Regions from separate parts of the Mus musculus genome. Here region 2 is linked to region 1. A link is a contact called in public HiChIP or PLAC-seq data. All regions are on one chromosome and are shown on one strand. Each heading gives the region's core, a stretch centred on a gene start, on an enhancer-like site or on the middle of the called end of the contact. The rest is flanking DNA. Distances are from core to core; before and after follow the strand shown.

Region 1 (4,592 bases), core at 1,323-3,822:
CCAGCCTGTTTGAACTCTAAGCTCCTTGGTGCATATGAGGTGGGAAATCGGGTATTGGACACGGCCACCAAGCTGCCCAAGGCTCTGACTGCTCTGTCAGCTCCTACCCTCGCTGCATGCATGGCCTGGTTTATCTCCCAGGATGCCTGAGGCCTTTCATCCCTGAGCCAGCGGGAATGTGTCAGGAGCCATGGGCAGCAGTGCCATGCTGGCCTGACTTCTGAGTCTTGGAGCTCTTGGATGGGACCCAGGTCCTGCCATCTGGGATTTCCCCTTGTGCCTGAGGCCAGCAAGAGCTGAGGGGCCCAGGGGCTGGACCTGCTCTGCCTTCAGGGCCTCTGTGCCATGTTCAGGGTGGCTGAGCTACAGAGAAAGCAGTTGGCACTTTGGAGTTGCTCAGTCTGAGAGGTAGTGTGACTTTGTAGAAGTCATAGTGGCTCTCCAGACCCACTTCTTTGTCTCTCTCTCTTTGATGGATGGTGGCGACAGTTAAGGTCATGTCCCTAGGGTGCCTGGCATGAAGCAGTTATAGTGGCAGCCAAGTTCATCATTGTGGTATGTGCTAGACCGGGTGGGTGGAAGGCTGGGCATCAGCCTGAGAGGGGAGGAAGGTGGAAGCTTTTGACTGGGTGGCATGCAAGTGAGATTGTGAGGGGTAGGCAGGGTTTGCCTCAGAGGGAAGGTAAAGCCATGAAGTGGGTATGCTTACACATAGCGAGAAGCTTAGTGTGTGCCAGGGCAAGCAGGAGATTCAGGCAGTGAACTCACTGAGATCACTGTCGCCTTGGGTGACAGGCTGAGGGGGATGGGGAACCATGGATTGAAGGCTCATAGTGTAGCTGAGGATGTCTTCGTATGTCTCTCACTCTTAGTTTTTTTTTTTTTTTTTTGACACAGGATTTCTTTGTGTAGTCCTGGCTGCCCCTGTAGACCAGGCTGGCCTTGAACTCAGATCCTTCTGCCTCTGCTGGGATTCAAGGGTTAAAACCACTGCCCTGGGACTTTCAACTCTTGATCCTCCTGCCTCTGCCTCCCAAGTGCTGCTGGGCAGGACTGTAAGAATTGGCTGCCCTGCCACCACGCTTGGCTTTATGTGGTACTCGGTTCTGGGATTGTGGCCAACTGAGCCGCACCCCTGACTCCACCCCACTTCTGCTTGTTTTGGTTTGAGTTGTGCTGACAAGGTATTACTGGGTAGCTCTGGTCGGCCTCAAACTTCCTGCCTCAGCCTCCCCAGTGCTGGGATTGCAGGTGTGTACTGTCACAGGTGTGTAAATATGTTTCCCCTTTGGATCGAATTTAGTTTTATCAAGGAGTCTGAGGACTCAGTGCTGACATCACACAGGGCCCACTGGAGAGTCAGGAGCCAGAGCTGCAGCCCCAGGGAGGCAGGGGCAGTATTGCAGACACAGGACCAAGGGCCGGGAGGGGACACTGGCCGAGGAACCCAGCAGGTCTGATGTAGACAAAACCCAGCCACGTGATCTAAAGAGGGGTCTTGACTTTCCCCACCTGTGAATGGGCCCATCAGGTGCACTTGGGCCTGGGTCTCCAGGAAGGACAGAGGCAGCAGAAACTGGGCTATGAGAGGGAGGTAATGAATGGGGGAAGGGGGGGAGGGAATCAAGGGGAACGGGGATGCTCGCTGGTAATTAGAACGTTTGAACTTCAAAAAAGTTAATTAATGACACAGCTACTGCTGGAGCAAGGCTAGGGCTCAAAGGGGGCCTGGCAGCGACTGAAATTAATTACAGGCTATGGCGGGAGAGTGGCAGCCAGGCCAGGGACAGGAAGGAGCAGGGCAGGGACAGAGGCCATGGAAGTCAGCTTTCAAGGTGAGCAGGGTCTGGAGAGCAGAGGGGGCTGTTGCCATGGAAACTAGGTCAGTTCTCTTAGCAGGCAGGAGGGGCCCAGTCCACTGTGGTTGGCATCTGGCTGTGGTGGGCTGGTGTGGCTTCACCGAGCTGGGGTTGAACTGGTGTGGCTGGGGGGTGGGGTGGGGGGAGCTTGAGATAAACTCATGTATTCACTCGGCAAGTCTTGGTTGAGCATCTCCATGCTGTTCTGGTTGGAGTTGAGTGCTTGTAGATCCCAGGGACCCAGACTCTGCTCAAAAGTGGGCAGAGAGGATGAGCGTTAGATGGGAGAGAGTCAGGCTGGAGGGCTGCTGGGGGAGGAGCTTGTGGGGCTGAATGGCCTGAGACCAGACAGGAAAAGCAGGCCACCACGGGCTGGGAGGGAGGCAGTCGGGGGAAGGAGAAGAGGGTAGGTCGTGCTGGCCAGCTTTGTGGAGGGCTTCTGATTTTAAGCCAGGAGAAGCTGGGAGCCACAGCAGGCACTCTGAGAAGAGGGGTCGGGACAGCCTCTGTGGACCTGTGAGGTGCCCCTTAGCTCCAGTGAGGAGCTGCTGTGAACTTGCTTGAGACCCCAGAGCCACTCACCGCAGGGAATTGAGTTCACAGGCAGGCCCTGGTCTCTGGCACTGCTGGCTGCTCTGACAGCACATAGCAGCTCTGTACCCAGATGCTAAATGCTGGAGTCAGGGACAGGAATGTGGGTACAGCTGGTGGCAGGGGTTGTCAGTCTGCTTCCTGGTAGATGAGAAACTACTAGAAGAGAGTGAGTCATCAGACAGGCTCCTTCATCTGGCAGTTCACCCCTGAGTCTGACCTCAGTCATTTATGCTGTTGTGTGGTTTCACTTTTTTTTTTTTCTTCACCATGATGCACTTTTTGGGGGGGGGGCACAGATCTCCTTAGCCCCGAGGACTTGTGTATAAGAGGAGAGGCCATTTGGGGGATATGAGCAGGCAGTTCTCTTCTCTCTGGGCTGTAGGATCCCCTTATCCTGCTGGTGGCCTGTGGCTGACCTGAAGGGCTGATCTCTAGATGCCCTGGCTCCAGGCTGCAGGATTCTGCTGGGGCAGAACCCGGGAAGCCAGGTCTCTGGGTTGGGCTGATTTGGGAGCAGCGGTCAGAGGGTGACTGTGAGCTTCAGCCCCACAGAGATAGGCAGATCAGGAGAACATGTCCAGGGATGCCTCAGAAGTGCAGACCCATTCCTTGGATGGGAAGCATGAAGCCACCGCAGAGGGATGGGAGAGGGAGAAGAGAAGGCCGGCATCAGAGCTGTTGAGTCTGGGGACCCTTTCTGGGGGCCACTCCTTCCTGGGTGGGACCTGGAGGCATCCTGCAGTGGATGCTTCAGTGGTTTGATTTGGTTTCGGTTCCCTGCAGGGTGTGGCATGGGTTGCACCTGTGTGGCGGGCCAGCTGCACTGTCTCTGAAAGCTTGGACCTGGGTCACTGAGAGGTCCACAGGGGTGGGGGTGGAGTTGGGGGTGGGGGGCAGAAACGGTCTGCATGTCTGTTCCTGGGGTGTCACATTCAGGAGTGTGGCGCCCCAGGCCGCGCTTCCACCACCAGTTCTTCCTTGACTTGGTGTACGTGGTTCGAGTGTGTGAGCATGCTGGTCATCCTGCTGAACTGTGTGACCCTGGGCATGTACCAGCCATGTGACGATATGGAGTGCCTCTCAGACCGCTGCAAGATCCTGCAGGTGAGCCTCTCAGTCGTCCCCTCCCTCCCAGCCGGGTGTCCTCTTCCAAGCTCAGGGCTCTACTGTAGCTCAGCCCCTCAGCTCTTCTGAAGAATTGCCCCTCCTGTCATCTTTGTTTTCCCAGCTGAGGCTCCTCACCCCATCCCATTCACACAGCGAAGGCAGTGGCTACATTTCTCTGCCCGCAGCCAGCCTCTGCTCCCTGATACCTCCTCCCTTGTGGACTCGTGGGCCCTGATGTGGCATCTGCGTGGTTGTAGGCACGGTGTGAGGTACCACAGAGTAGGGCTCTGGGGACGTATCCATTTTACAGAAGTAGAATATTTGATGCCTGTCCCTGGGAGCCGGACCTGAGTTTCATTTTAATCCTGGCACAGAGTTGCTGTGTGACCCAGGGCAAGTGACTTGGCTTCTCTGGTCTTGTTTTCTTAGCTGTAAAGTGGGCTACCCCATGTGTGCCATTATGAGAGAGATCATGAGGGAGCCTGGTGCTCAGCCCCAGGGTCCTCATCGTTGCCAGAGCTAAAGCCATGAGCAGAATGGGCTGTGGAACCCTGGGCAACGTCACCCCTTCCCTGGGCCCTGGTCTTTTCTCTGAGTGGGCAAGGGACTCTGAGGTTCTCTTCCTGTCCCATGTTTGACCTCACCGTGGCTCTGACTTCCACTCTTGCTCCAGAGTTCACCCTGTCCTGTCCTGTCTTCCTCCTGCTTGACAGGTCTTTGATGACTTCATCTTCATCTTCTTCGCCATGGAGATGGTGCTTAAGATGGTGGCCCTGGGCATTTTTGGCAAGAAGTGCTACCTCGGGGACACATGGAACCGCTTGGACTTCTTCATTGTCATGGCAGGGTAGGGAACAACCTGGTTTTTGTTGCATGCCAGCTTCCGTATAGCTAACCAAGGGGATTCTGGGAGATGGTGGTGATGCTGTGTGAGAATGGAGGGCCTCTGGCCAGGGGTCAGAGAGACAACGCTCCCTGTAGATGGCCCTAGAAGACAGCTGTCCCTTCCGGTGGCCGCTGTAAGCATCTGTT
Region 2 (4,592 bases), core at 1,423-3,922, 95 kb after region 1:
CACAAGCAGGGAGCAAGAGCTGACCTCTCCATGCCCATGGAATTGTCGAAAGAGAGCAGCATCCCTGGTTTCATTGTGGATTTTTATATTTGTTAATTCTCTCTCTCTCTCTCTCTCTCTCTCTCTCTCTCTCTCTCTCTCTCTCTCTCTCTGTGTATGTGTGTGTAATGTGCATGTGCGCATGTGTGCATGTGCACATGTGAAAGCCAGAAGCTGACTTCTAGTATATATCTCAATTTCTCTCTACCTATCTTCCTCCTCCATCACTTTCTCCTCTTCCTCCTCCTCTTCCTCCTCCTACTTCTTCTCTTCCTCCTCCTCCTCCTCTTCCTCTACTTCCTCGTCTTCTTTGTCTTCCTCCTCCTCCTCTTCTTTTGTTAGATAGAATCTCAATACATAGCTTTGGCTGGCCTTAAGCTCAGAGATCCCTCTGCCTCTGCCTCCACATGGTGGGTTTAAAAATGTATGTTACAGCACCCAGTCTTTTACCTTATTTTTGAAGATAGCATCTCTCAAATGAAGCTGGAGTCCATCAATATGGCAAGAGTGGCTGGCCTTCGAGCTCAGAGCTCTTCCTGTCATCACCTTCCCAGAATTGTTGTTGCAGGCACTCATCTCTGCACCTGGACTCTTGCATGGGTGCCCGGGGCTGAAGTCAGGTCTTCACACTTGTGCGGCAAACACTTGACTAACTGAGTCACCTCCTCAGCTCCTGTCTTATAAATCTTAAAGAGACTATGGTTGGAGATAGAAGTTTAAGGCACTTCTGGGCTTCTCCATCTACAAGGAAATTACATATACACATATGCATGCACATACATTCATTTGTATGCACACACACACATGTGTACACATGCACATGTTTGCATATGCATGAACATACACATACACATGTATACCCATACACATGCATGAATATGCATGCACACACACAAACACATAAACACATGCATGCATGTGCATGCACACATGCACACATACACATAAACACATGTATGCATATGCACACACACACAAACACACACATGTGTATGCATGCACCCCCTTTCTTCTTTCCTAGTCAGCCCCTCTCCTCTTCTTCAGTTGGAAAATTTTGCAGCCTTTTAGTAACCTCCTGATGCCCACCAAAAGCCAAGCCGGCGCTGACTCTGCATGGTCCTGCTGCCCTTTGTTTTGGGCTTTTCCTAAAGATCCAGTCAAGGGACCAGTAAAACATCTTTGAGCTTCTCCCGTGTCCTTCAGACCCCATCTCTTCCTCCTCTATTTTCCACTCCAAACCCTCATTTCTTGGATCTGTTCAGGGTCCCAACAAAGTCCTTTCGCCTCTCTGTTGAAGCTGTCAGCCACCTGGCAGAGGCCGTAATCAGAACACCATGGGCAATTGATCCCAACAAGCTTAAGACATCCTGTTCCAGGAGAAGGCCCTGCTGACAGCAGAAGCAGCTGCTGTGGCTGCTGGCAAGCCTCCTGTAGAGGCATCTGCCAGGCCCCTCCACCCCTCATTCGAGATAGGCCCTGGTAGAGAAGCTTGCTGGGTGATCCGGGGATATGGCTACCTCCCTCCCCAGTCAAAGAGCTGGGACCTGGGGGCATCCCTAAGAGATATCCAGAGGATTTGAGAGTTCCAGGGTAGTAGAGGTGGGCAGCCTGGGGTGCTCAGGTGGTTGATTTATGAGGGCAGATTAAAAAGATGGATGGTCTGTCCCTTAGCCAAGAAATGAGTCTTGTTGTAGTCCTTTGAAGGGCATGAAGGTGGAGGAGGGAGACGCTTGCCGAGGAGTGCAGTGGAGTAATGAGGAATAATGGTTTGAAACAGGGCTGAATACCAGGAAGGTACTTTGTCTCTGAAGCCCGTGAGGGATCGCAGTGTCTCCCACAGCAGGAGCAGGGCTTGCCTTCTTGGATCATGGATGCTGATGGATCAGGCATGGGAAGCCCATAGATGAGGCAGAATCAAGCTCTCCCAACAGTGCTATCTGCCGCCTCGGCTGGTCCTGGAGTTGTCCTCTTCTCACTGAATCCTGAAATGGGCCAGGCTCAGTCTGCAGCCCCATTGGTGGGAACACCTGAGGCTATCTGTGGGTGGAGGCCATGATGGCTCTCAAGATTGACAGGCATGGTGGGAGGAAAGCTGCCAGTGTGGCTTGAGTCTCATCTATCCTTGGTGATCGGCCTTAATCTGGATCCTGTGGGAGGGAACCGTGGGCATGAGCACCCACGACAGAGACCACCTGGGGCTCAAGTGAATGTTAAGGAGGGGGAAATGCAGGCACCATGCAGGCCCATCTCAGAGCTCAGCATTCTGCTTAGAAGTCCTTCGAGGAAGCCCTAAACAAACAACTACAGGGGACTGACCTGCTTCCTGCTTGGCGCATGCCCAGTGGGCAAAGCGCCAGAAGGCTAGGAGAGCTTCCCTGGCCACTTTGCTGTATTCATGGAAAGCATTTTGTGAGATGTCTGAGATACATTCTGGAACTGAGGAATCCAGACCATTCGTAGGGGAGCGGAGGATATCTTGGAACTGACTGCAGCCACCATGAACGGATAGTTGAACTTTCCTAAACTAATGGCCCGCCGGCACGGTGCTTGTGCCTTCCTTGGGTTCAGATACCACCCCCAGCCCCGACAGGGTTCCATACATCTCTGAGTAATTGGGCCATGCGTGCCAAAGCCAGTTCCTGCCTGGAGGAAATGGCTGTGACTCAGTTCTGATTCAATGCCCAGCCCGTGTATGTGGGCTGTGCTGGTTGAGGTATCTTCCCAGGAGATTTGGGACCCTGGGATGTGTGGGCTGCAGGGTATGCCCCCCTCGCTCATGCCCTGCTGTGCAGTCCATGTTGACTGGGTGTTTACTTGGGCGTGGGATGCCTTGGGAGACAGAAGTGAGTCTTCGAAGAGAGAAAGGAGGCCTGTCCAAGACGAACTATGTGGCTGCTACGTGGGCTTGAGCCCTGGCAGATCTGACTCCAGGGCCCATTCTCACATCCATCTGCTGCTGCTCCCCAAACTTTGGGAGGTGGGGTGCAGACCTCACCAGGAGAGAGGCAGATCTGCCTGGATTAGCTGCCTTGTGGTCAGTCATGAGACCTTGTGTGAATTGCTTCACCCATGATCCCAGCCTCATTTGGGAAGAGGAAAACCTTCCCTACAGCCTTCTGCCTATATGGATGGGCTTCTAGACAGTCAGTGCCCTTAGGTGACGGTCACATGTGCCTCTTGCCTTATGAGAACCAGCATGGGTATGGTTCCCCCCCCCACCTCTGCCCCTCAGTCCTTTCAAGGTCCCTGGGCTACAAACCAAGGATGCTGAGCTCCTTGTGGAAAGCCCAGCCCTACACAATGTCAGTGTTATCCCAGTCTGCCCAGAAGGCCCGTCCCCACACTTAGGTGCCTACTTGTCTCAGCCTTGCTCTGTACTTGGCTTCTTTCTGGATGGCAGAGAGCAGCTGCCGGGGCACCAACTCATTTGTCAGCTTTTAATTCCCTGTGGAAGGTGGGGTGTGACAGACTGGATGAGCATCGACAGCCAAAGCAGAAGGTTCACCCTGCCTCCGTGCCTGTCTGCCAGGCCCCACAAGCACTGTTGTAAGAGTCTTACTTCTCAGGGTGACCTTCTGGCTCTGAACAGATACAGGGTGAAATGTTTAGCTGCAGGGCTACTGGAAGAAAGTAATAATATTGGAGAAAATAATGATGATGATGATGATGATGATGATGATAGTAGTAGTAGTAATATAAAATCAGGAGGAGGCAGAAGCTGCCCAACACACCCAAACAAGATTTCTCATTAGTTTGAAGGATGGACTAGGAGTCTAGCCCATAATGAGAAAAATGGATTGAGTCCTGATTAAGTTGTCAGGGGACCTGAAGCCATCCTGCAGCTCCAGCATGTGCTGACCTTCACAGAGGCCCCCCAATACATTCAGCTTCCAATCCAAAGAGTCTCTGCCCAGGATGGATGATTTTGAAGTCCTCTGTTAGCCTACTAACTACCTACCAACTATCTGTCGGCTGCTCCAACGTAGGATTTGATCCCCCTGCCTCACAGATGTTGTGGGAAGCAGTATACTGGTTGGAGGCACGGTGTCTGCTCCTGTGGCTGTAGCCCTTTGACTGGTCGGTGACATTGTTATTTGGGACCTTTGTGTTGTGGCTGCTGAATGACCATTAGTGTCCGGCCTGTACAGTGCTCTCAGGGACACTCATTGTGAGCCAGTTGGGCTCTTCCTGAAGCCCTGTGTTTTCTGTTGCACTGGGGCAGCTGGTGACAGGCCAACTTCCCCAAGACCAGTCGTCTGGCCAAACTTCTGGTGGATCCAGGACACTTGCTTCCCTATGGGATACTACGGGATGGAGGCAGAACTATAGCTCATCTGGAGCACTGCCCTCACCCCCCAAAGTGTGTGTGTATGTGTGTGTGTGTGTGTGTGTGTGTAGATGTTCATGTCCACGTGTGCATGTGTAGAGACCAGAGGTGCATGTTGAATGACTTCTTCCGTTATCGTGCTCCATCTTGTATGTGTGTGTGTGTGTGTGTGTGTGTGTGTGTGTGTGTGTGTGTGTGTGTAGATGTTCATGTTCACGTGTGCATG

The links. HiChIP or PLAC-seq counts read pairs in DNA pulled down with a chosen protein or histone mark.
Region 2: a contact with region 1 is called in a CTCF HiChIP or PLAC-seq map of the NIH/3T3 cell line, with 14 read pairs. The contact joins two enhancer-like sites. A contact is called at or near these places in 1 of 15 datasets of contacts at CTCF or cohesin (the NIH/3T3 cell line), 4 of 484 Hi-C or Micro-C datasets (the G1E-ER4 cell line, bone marrow-derived macrophages, double positive thymocytes and 1 more) and 1 of 115 datasets of contacts at active chromatin or transcription factors (CD8 T cells).

What each region holds. Positions count from the first base shown.
Region 1 is chr15:80,316,914-80,321,505 of GRCm38.p6, forward strand. Cacna1i (calcium channel, voltage-dependent, alpha 1I subunit) reads left to right here. Exons shown (of 37, transcript NM_001044308.2): 3 at 3,446-3,557; 4 at 4,274-4,407. Among named protein-coding and RNA genes, the nearest start is that of Gm31319, 29 kb to the left of the region's middle. Within about 2 kb of position 2,573, at least 53 of the 459 cell types and tissues checked have an H3K27ac peak or open chromatin away from gene starts, as enhancers often do. A contact at or near this core is called in the NIH/3T3 cell line, where this site is marked.
Region 2 is chr15:80,411,834-80,416,425 of GRCm38.p6, forward strand. No RefSeq gene overlaps it. Among named protein-coding and RNA genes, the nearest start is that of Gm41363, 14 kb to the left of the region's middle. Within about 2 kb of position 2,673, at least 24 of the 459 cell types and tissues checked have an H3K27ac peak or open chromatin away from gene starts, as enhancers often do. A contact at or near this core is called in the NIH/3T3 cell line, where this site is marked.